3 separate regions of the Gasterosteus aculeatus genome follow, and all the other regions are linked to region 2. The links are chromatin contacts, called in public Hi-C maps. All regions are on one chromosome and are shown on one strand. Each heading gives the region's core, a stretch centred on a gene start, on an enhancer-like site or on the middle of the called end of the contact. The rest is flanking DNA. Distances are from core to core; before and after follow the strand shown.

Evidence for each region. Hi-C and Micro-C count contacts between places; a contact is called where the count stands out from the background.
Region 1: a contact with region 2 is called in a Hi-C map of tail fin, with 2.4 times the contacts expected there. The contact joins the enhancer-like site here to the promoter of irf2bp2a in region 2. A contact is called at or near these places in 4 of 6 Hi-C or Micro-C datasets (blood and trunk muscle, skeletal muscle, tail fin and 1 more).
Region 3: a Hi-C map of tail fin shows a contact between it and region 2, with 2.0 times the contacts expected there. The contact joins the enhancer-like site here to the promoter of irf2bp2a in region 2. A contact is called at or near these places in 2 of 6 Hi-C or Micro-C datasets (skeletal muscle and tail fin).

The regions. Positions count from the first base shown.
Region 1 is chr6:7,641,250-7,644,496 of fGasAcu3.hap1.1, reverse strand. No RefSeq gene overlaps it. Among protein-coding and RNA genes, the nearest start is that of pkr1, 11 kb to the left of the region's middle. Within about 2 kb of position 1,521, at least 3 of the 9 cell types and tissues checked have open chromatin away from gene starts, as enhancers often do.
Region 2 is chr6:7,581,821-7,585,076 of fGasAcu3.hap1.1, reverse strand. It overlaps irf2bp2a (interferon regulatory factor 2 binding protein 2a), which reads right to left and starts at 1,842. Exons shown (of 2, transcript XM_040177972.2): 1 at 590-1,842; 2 at 1-259. The coding sequence starts at 1,424.
Region 3 is chr6:7,616,669-7,620,018 of fGasAcu3.hap1.1, reverse strand. No RefSeq gene overlaps it. Among protein-coding and RNA genes, the nearest start is that of irf2bp2a, 35 kb to the right of the region's middle. Within about 2 kb of position 1,963, at least 7 of the 9 cell types and tissues checked have open chromatin away from gene starts, as enhancers often do.

The DNA.
Region 1 (3,247 bases), core at 272-2,771, 60 kb before region 2:
TCCTGCCACTGTCCACTCCACTTACGAGACAGATGTGTTGTTTAAAAGGACCATAAGGAGCAAGACGTTGCTCACGGAAAGATGGATTGATAGTTTCAGCTCAGTGTTTTGGAATTACAGCCTGTAAATGAGTGATATCATCACTTAAATTCTCTTCAATCACACAGAACTAAGAATTGTTATGTTTTTGATACAATTTGAAAGTATGTTGTTTGAATAATGTGGTCCCACTCTTCACTGAAGTAATGCACACTACACTAGTTTTGGAGGAATTGACATTCTTCCATCAAAAATGTGTCCTTTCTAATGAGGGAAAGTGACTTGTGGGACATGGACTCAATGAACACTGATATTTTCTTTGCAAAACAAATGCGTATTGTCACCACAGCCTGCAGAAGATTTTGTTGGGCGTATGTCACATCGCACTCTTGACGGACCACAGAAGAAGGTTTCACCAGACACAGTGACAGTGTTGTTCTTCCCCCTACAGATTATATTAAATGGCCTAATTCAAAGAAAAACACCAGAATCAGCTCCAGTGAGCAGAGCAGACTCAATCTCCCTCTCACACATATTTCCGCTATAAAACTCACTCCATCACAACTGGTGGACATCAAATGCCCTGTAAATCAGAGACGGTACGCAAACGTTACCCAACGTCAGTCAAACCATTCATCACAACATTCATTCACACTTTTTATATTCACTCACAAATACTTCCCTCTGTCTCTTGAGAGTAGCCGAATATTTTGACACCACAGGAGGTCTTTGATTAGGCGTTGTTGTTTATCACTGATGGACAGACTGATGGACAGCGTGCTGTCCCGGTTGGTCTTCTCGATCTAACAAATGTCCATAAACAGTAAGATTCTCCGATTCATCTTTAAGTCACACCTAAAGTAACTCCTTTGAACCACAACGTGTCACTTTGGACACTTTGGAGAAATAAGTATAAGTAAGTAATAAGTATTGTTTTTCCTATCTGTTTGTGTGTGTGTGTGTGTGTGTGTGTGTGTGTGTGTGTGGCTGTTTGGCAGACCTGCGCTCCGCGTGGCAGCTGAAGGAGCTGTCAGAACAACGTGACTTACGACGCCTCGTGTCACTTTGTGTGGGCTGGTAATTTACTACAAGTGATATTGCATTCTCTGTCTTGACGGCCTGCCAACGCCGTCAACTGGCAAAGCCAGAAAAGTCGTCAACCGCCTGCTGCCCCCTTAAATCCCCAAACTGTCCAAAAGTCTTTGTGCACTCGCCGCCACACCTCTCAGCCTCAAAGGGTCAAGGGCACATCGGCAGAGGTAAATCTTTAACAAGGTGTAGAGTCAGGCCCATGTGGAGTTCAGCAGTTCACAGCAGAGCAGCAGGGGAGGCGTCAGCGTGTCAGGAGGATCCTCTGCAGGCTTTCACAGCCAGTTATTTCCGTTTTTTTTTCTTTTGCAGAAACGACACCTTCTGACGGCCCAGCTGTTGTACCGGTCGGCCGCCGGAAAGACACGCGTGAGGTGACGCAATCACGCCGCTGGAGTGGAAGCTCGTGTGAGACGTATGGGGAGACATCTTGCACCGGGGAGGAACAGAAACAGCGCACGTGGTGTCAGAGCTTGTGACTTTATATGTGACGGGTGTTATGTTGAGTTTGAGCCCACTGCAACCACAGTGCAACGCGGATCCCTCCAGAACAAGCACGCAGACATCTGAACGTCCTCCTCATTGCTCTCATAAATATATCATACTTGTGGTTTTAAAAATAGGAAACGCAGTCCCCCTAAAAGGGAGTAAAGTAACAATTTTATTTGCTTCTAAATAATTGAGAAGGAAGGATGCTGCTCCTGCAGCAACAGACTGGAGCCATGCGATAGGATTCAAGTCCATGCGCTATTAAAAGCTTCATATTGAAGTGTTTACAGTCTGGAAATTACAATATCCATCCCTGGCAGGATCAAGCAAGCTGACTTCACGGCATAATTTAAATGCTAAGTGACAGTAAATGTGGGCGGCGTGATGGCAGCATTGATTACCTGAAGCTCATCAAACTGGCAGTTGAATTGAACAATAAAGTGAATCGACAGGGATGAATTACGTCTGTAATGTTTGTGGACTCACATTTGCCTCCTCCTCTTGTGTGTCGGTGATTATCTGGCCGGCACCTATGGGAGAAGCTGGGAGGGAGATGAAAGCGCTGCGAAACCAGGACGTGAACAAAGCCAGAAACAGAAAAAAGGGGGCCAGCGCTTGAACACCGAGCCACGACAGACACCCGTTGGGGGCCGTTTTATTCCGCTGCCAGGAGCTTTTTAGGATTTGTTTTATCTGCTCTGCCTTCCCCACCCGCTGACACGCCCGGCCCTCTGGATGGTGCTCCACACGATCTGTGTCCTGCTCGAGCCAACGCGCTCTATTTCCTGCCTGAGGCTTTGCATTTGCGTGAAAGGTCACTTAAGGTCGTATGTTTAATACAAATGAACTTAAAACAGATTTGATCTTTCATCTGGATTCTCCTTTCTTTGGAGGACTCGTATGAAAACACCTGAAGACTGGTGAGAGCAGCAGCGCGTGTCTTGCTGAGACATGTCCCAATCCATGAATGAAAGAGGCCACCACAATAGGTGGGATTAGATGGATGAGGCGAAGCCGGCAGCTGTTTCCATCATTCAATCGCATGCTTTACTGAAACCACCTTTTCCTCTTTTAGCTATGAGGATCTTTTGTGAATAAAATGAATCGCTCTCTGTGGTGGATCGTTCTCATTGAATCAAGCTAATTCTTGTCGGGATGGTACTAAGACGGTATTAAGTAGACAAAGTGATTTCTGCCTTGACTCTTTTGTCATGAGAGAGAGGGTGCTGAGGTCAAGTGAGGTGAGGTCTTTTCTCCGCTCCAAAGTCAGTTATCTGTCTTATCTTTATTTAGTCGGAGAATATTTGGCCTCATACTGTCATTGATTTGTTGGATGCAGTTACACAAAGTTCCTGCAGTGCCACTATTACCCTTGAGTGTTGAGTGAAATGTAATGACATCTGCTTAATTATTATTACTAGTTTGTTTGTATAGTTGGGCCTAAAGGAAGCGCATAGACGTCCCATGATGGGACCTTGAGGAGCCCCGCACGTTATGCGGTGTCATCGCGTTGTAGTGGAAGAGAAGTATAGAGGCAGAGAAAAATGGAAATAAGGATAAAGTGAAATACAGGCCCCTCAAAATTGTAATAAGAACAGCACTTGAGCAAATTTTTACACTGATACTTTGA
Region 2 (3,256 bases), core at 593-3,092:
GCGTTGTCTGCAGCCATGATGAGAGCCGCCATGGGGGACTGGCCGTTCTGGGCCACCTCCGGTGGGGTGGTGCGGGAGTGGGGGGATATTGTGGAAGGGGGAGAGGCGAAGCTCGGCGGGGGGACTGGGGGCATTTTCAGTCCGTCGGTAGGCGGTGGTAACCACTGCTGTCCTTCTCCGTTGAGCTTGGCGGCTGTCCCTTCCCCGTCTGGTTCGGGAGAGGCTTTTCTCTTCATGCTCCGGGGGTGTTTTCCTCTGTCTGGAGGTGGGAAAGGGTTAAACAGAGCCGTTGAGTTGCACAGCTCAGACTGTTGCTCAATAATTACACTAGTGGAGAGATGTGCAATTCCTTTTTTTTTTTTGGGCTGTACCACGGGGTGCAAAACAATAATAACGAGCACAACAAAACGCATGCAGTATGCACCTCGAATTGTGCAGACCTACTACTAGATGTGTCATTTCACACGTTATTAACCCGTTCGTGTGCACGAACGAGTCATCGAATACAATACAATATTGAATTTTGCACCAAAAAAAAGGGAAAAATGACAGAAAATATCCTTAAATTTCAACACGTCTGGATGCTCACCTGACTTAGAAGACGTGGCGCTGGTCTCGTAGCCCATAACCCTTTGTTGCATGGCCGCGTGGTCCTTCTTGAACCTGTTGTCGAACGTGTGCAGAGCCATCAGGTCCCTCACCGTCTTGCCCTTGCTCATCCAGTCCTGGTCCGCCCGGTTTTTGTGGCCGTCGGAGAGCTCCGGCGTGAGGCTGTCCGGTCTGTGCTTCTCCTTCCCGTCTCTGTCGTGCTCGGTGCTGGAGACCGAGGCGGGTCTCTTGCCCATCTCGGCGGGGCTGCCGCCCGCCAGCGCGGAGGGGAGTCCCATCTGGCCGCCTCGCCCGTTGACCGCGTGCGCCGGGGCCATGCTCCCGTTAACCAAAGGCACTAGATTCGGGGGCACCGCGCTATTCCTGCGCGGGTTGGGGCTCTGGCGGTTCAGCTCCGGCGGCTCGTCGGGCTTAGGAAATCCATTGGGGACCGGGATGCCGTTCGCCTGCCTGCCGGACTGGTACTCGGGACCCAGCCGCGGCGGGCGGTCGGAGGAGAGCGGGTAGCGGTCCAGCGGCTGCGGCGGCCGGGAGCCGGGGTCCCCCGCCGCGGCGTGGTTGATCGCCTGGATCTCCTTGCCGGAGAGCTGCGACTTCCCGGGACCGGGAGACCTGCCCTCCTGGAAGCCGTGAGCCCGCTTGAGCTGCCGGGCCGTCTCGATGACGAACTCGATGCGGTCGGCTCCTTCGTAGTTGACACATCCCCTGCAGACGGGCTCGGTAAAATCCCAGATCATGGCCCACGGCATGCGGGGCAAGTCGCACAAATAACACGACTGCCTCCTGGAAGACGCAGCGACCGCCGCGGACGACATAGCGCTCGTCGTCGACCCCCCTCCAACAAAAAAAAGGAACCCAAAATGTGTTTTTACCCCCTGCTTTCCTCCGGAGCGCCCTTTTAAAAAAGCCAACAACAACCCAAAAAAAAAAGGAGCAAGTTCCGATTGTCGAGAAGGAAAAAAAAAACACCCCACAAATGCGTCTCGTCCCGACTTTTTTCGAGCGACGACGTTGAAGTTTTAGAGGGAGACGTTGATGTCGGTGTGTACTTTACTACGGCGCTCCTCTATCTATCTCCAGCGACGCGCCACTACTGGCCCAACGTGGAGCCGTGACGTCACCGCGGAGCTCTAAACGCCTGCTTCCACTTCAGTTTCTATTGACTTGATTTCTTCGACAGCCCCCCCTTCCTCCCCCTTCCTCCCCCTCCACCCCCTTCCCCCCGCCACACACACACACACACACACACAGATACCGCAGCCTCTGTCACTCACTTCTTTTTTTAATATTTATTTTTATTTTATCACTTGAACCTCGGCCAGAACTGCACCCAGTTCGCCGTCACCGCCGCGTCCGCCTGAAGGGAATAACCCATCCGCAACAACAACAAAAAGGAAACATGGCACCGCAGATACCTGCGATCGTGCAAGCGAGAATATTTTGGTTTTGTTTTGTTTTAATGAAAAACGTGATTTTGGCGGCAGACCGCCGGGGGATGAATTAAACCGGGGGGAGAGGGAGCCGCCAGCGCCCGCAGTAACCCGCCGCTTTGTCCTCCGTCCTGCGCGTTATGCGCTGCGGCTTGTTTTTCTCAACGCGCGGCGCTGCTTTGCCGCTGTGCAATGGAGGAGGTGGGTCCGACAACTGTCAATCCAGCAGGGATCTTATAGAAATGTATGTTATGTTAAAGCAGCAGGTTCGTTTTTTTAATGGGAATATTTCAGGGTTTTACTGCCCGCCGTCGTGAACTCAACGCGCACTGACTAAAGAGAGAAAAAGGGCGCCTCTGTTCGCCAGTAACCAGGAAGCTCTGTCATGAGGTGGGGATTTCCAGCCAGTGCGCTGTAAGCTTGAATGGATCAGGGTTACAGCATGAAAATAGCTCTGCCCACATGCACTGAGCAGTCAGTCATGCAAAGCTGCCACTAAATGAAATTACACAGGAATGAATCAGCCAGTCCTTTTTTTTTTTCTTTCTCCCTTTTTTTTTAATAAACTCACTATCAAACCTCAAATGAAGTGTGTTAGTCTATAGGTTTAAAACGAGTAATGTGACATGATGGGAAAACAGACACTAGAAACAGGTCATATGCCTAAAAAAAAACAAAAACAGCCCCACCGCCCTGAAGGAAAAGTGTATGTTTGAACTGGAGGAGTGTCCCAGTAGTTGAGATTCCTCCCTCTCTGGGCTCATTCCAACTCATTGCAGCTTAGCCTTGGGCTTCGGGTGAGGCAATGCGTCTGTAACCTGCAGACACAAAGCAGGATATGTTTGTGCAAGTCCATGTGACGTTGGAAAGAGGAAGCAAGATGTTTAGTCACGTACCCTCATCCGCCTCACCCGTTTAGAGTACATGGAAACAACTCCGTTGACACCCAGCGAATGTAACGTTTGGTGCAGTTGCAGCATGTTTGATTCTTTCTGCAAGGCAACCTAACAATGCATCACAATAATATCCCCTTGAGGACAATCACATGGTTTTACTGCCGTCACACTGTTTCCCATCTCCGCTTTCTCTCAAACCTCAGTCCGCGTTGGGTAAACGACACACGGAAGAGCTTTAATGCATTATAACACAGTTAGCAATTGACTGCCGTGAAGGGGGAAAATAAACAAAAGTCCTTCCTTGAGTTTGTCGGGAAACGG
Region 3 (3,350 bases), core at 714-3,213, 35 kb before region 2:
TGAGGTTTGCATGTAATTTTAGCATATTAAGTTGTTTTTTTCCCTCATACCGTAGTAGAAAATAACTAACATGGTTACTGCCTCATGATATATAGAAGCAAATCATCTGCAGGGTAGGAAAACACAGCAGGAATGCACATAATAGTGGAGCACAGTCCCAGGAAAGGGTTAACTGCATTCAGAGCTTTCATTTCCTCTTCTGTTCCATCTGAACAAACGAGGCGGGTGACCTGGCGGAGCTCAGAGGGGCGCGTAGAGGGGAGAGGGAGGGGGGGGGGGGTGGTGTTGGAGGGAGGATGGGGTTTGCCGTGACTGGAATATAACCAAGAGGAGGAGGGGCAGGAAGGGGTGGGATAGGACAAGCAGGCCACGTGACAGTGAAAAAGCCTGCAGGCTGCCGTGCTGGGAAAGGCAGACAGAGACTTCCCCCCATATTGACGCTGCCGTTTCACCACAACAACAATTCTGGGAAATGGCCGCCGTCTGCACTGTAGCCACTATTTACGTGGGCCTGATTCAGCCCGCTTAACGCTTTCATCTTCAGCTACGGCGGCTGGCTTGTTGCTGGCGCTTCACTCCTTTGTATTCCATTGTACTCCTTTCCCTCTTTCTCTCTCTTTTTTTTTTTTTTGCATTTTCATTTTCTCTGACGAGGCTTACAAGGATTTCTCTTGTATGAATGAAAGCACAAGCGGTGCTAGTAATGAAAATAAGCAAGGTGAGATAAACCGAGCCAGTAAACGGGGTAGAAAAAGGCCGCGGCGCTCGGGGATGATAAGGGAGGGAGCGAGTGCAGTCTGGACCTGAGGAACTGGAGACATGAGTCATGGCGAGCAATCTCCCCGGGGGCTCGTTGCTGCAGTCTATAAATGGAAATAGCAGAAAAACAGCGGCTTCCCTCGCCCACCCAGGACTAGGTTATGCCTTATTAGAACGTGATGGCTTATGACAGCGGGCGCTTTGTTTAGCCCCGAGCCTGTTCTAGTTCTGCTCTCAAAACATGCCGCTAAATACATACACACAGATATATATCTACACATCTGTGTTATAAACACACAACATATCTGTATAAACACACACCCTTAGTGTCTCCTTGGCAGCTTTGATGAAACATTTCCAGTTATCTTGGACAACAGTGTGTGCAGTCTTGTAAAGTGACCAAGAGGGAAGCGTTGCCTCGATCAACACCGTATATGTTCATAAATCTGCAAATTATCTGAGGGAAATATTTAACTTGTTGTCAAGAACTAAACCAGAGATTCCCCAAACTTCCTCCTTATAAGTGTATTATGTTTTGTTAATGTTTTATTGTTTTTTTGTACCTCCCCTATTTCTCCCATTTCTCCTCCAAACAGTTGAAATTGTTCTAAATAGAAATATGCCAATATTTAAGGAAAAAAACAAAACAATCAAAAGTTCAAATGTTTTATTCAGACATGTGTCTTTGTTTTAAAAAAATATTTATTTGGTCGGGAATCCCATCTAAAATATATCCTAATAATGTCAGTCATTGAAGGTGATTTTATGGATAATTTCTTTTGATAAGTAACAAAAGGATCTCAATATATCTTCCACCCCAAATACCGTTAAGAGTACACAGCAACACAAATGTTACATTATATGTTTCAGAGAAAGGACACCGAGATAAAGGCACAGAAAGGGCAGATGGTTATATTGAGAAAAGCCCTGAAAGGACGTGTTTGGACAAAGTCAACCCTCCGCATTCACGCGGCATGTCTTTGTCTCTCCAGCTGAAAAGGTTACAGGCTAAACTACATGTCTGCCTGATTTCGTCAGCTGCGTTGTCATATCAACCTGGCGCTCCGTGGCCGCTGGGTGCGAGCCAGGAGCAACACGCCACCTGCTCGGCCTCCCTCCCTCCACCCCGCCCCACCCCTCACCCCCTTTCCCGCTCCTCCCCTCCCTGTACTTCTGAGAGCTATCTGCCCACCTGCCTCCGTGGTACGCAGACACACCCTGCCCACCGCTCCTCCTTGATAGCCCGCAGCCACAGCAGAGCTGGTCTGCACAGGAGCACAGACGGCGCTGCAGCATGCCCGGCCGCCACGCCAGAGGAGGGAGGGATTTACATTGCTTTCGGGCCTTTGTTTAGCCGCCACCGCTTAAAAACTCCCCGCCAGGTCGTGTTTGCTCTTTTTTCCCCCACCTGTCGTCACGTTGCTCTCTTTCATCTGTACGGGTTCATCACAGAGATCCCCCCTCCCCCTGCTCGAGGCAGTGAAGACAATTATCTTAGTGGTGAGAGGGAAAGGTGTGCAATGGTGAGCAGAAGAGGGACCCAGGTGAAGAGCGGGCGCGGCTTTCCGCTGAAGGCCAGCCCTGTGTTTATTGTTGGGGTCATTGTTATAGTTATGATAATGTGCATTTATCTGGATATGATGATGATTTTGCCTTGGTGACTGATGTAAAATTATGCTGTAACGTGTCAAGCAGGAAAATAATAAATGTCTCTGACAATTTGCCATTTTCTTCTCTGTGTATTTTTTCATCCTGAGTGCATTTCATGGAATCAATTGAAAAGCATGCATGCACATTTGTCAAGCCACTGTATTGGTGCTTTAACATTTAATATTGAATCTATTGCCTCTCAAAAGGTTTTAGAAAGTGCTACGACTAAGCCGGATAGAAGCTTACACTTCTAACTACGACAACAGTGCCCCCCAAAAAAGGAAAAAGACAATATTTAGTGTCAATGGAGTAATTCATATTTTAATGTTTCATGCAAAAGGAGCACTGGAGAAAATAAAGATCTTCAAAGCAAAAAATGAGATATTACATACTGTGAGACGTTTTTTTCAATGGATTTGGATAAAATGGTGACACAGTGTTGCACTAAATGAAAAAGCTAGAAACTCAGGTATGAACAGCTCTTGACATCTAATGTAATCATTTAAATCCAATAAAGGCTAAGGGAAATACATGTGCAAATTCAATAACGTGCCTCCGCTTGGTAGCCCATTTAGTTTTTTTTCGGATAGAAAACTCCCCTAATACTAAATGGCACAGTTGGTTTAGTGCGTGATGCAACTGACGGCAACCAGAAATAACACGGCAGTGTGCAGTAATGATGTGTTTTTAGTTTCAGTTTATAGGCTTTATTTGTTTTTCCTCCATCTAGATGAGAGCAATGCTGCTTCAGCACAGCATCAACAGCCCACAGGGGCTCATTCTCAAACATAGTCCTCCTCCACACGCTGATCTCACCGCAGGGCTTTGGCTTTCCATCCCAGCAGCCCTGTGGCCCGCATGACAACCGGGGGCCTGTTTTTGCCTGCAACACAGCGCCGCCGCCCTGAGCTAACTCTGACTCTTGACAGTCAAAACATATT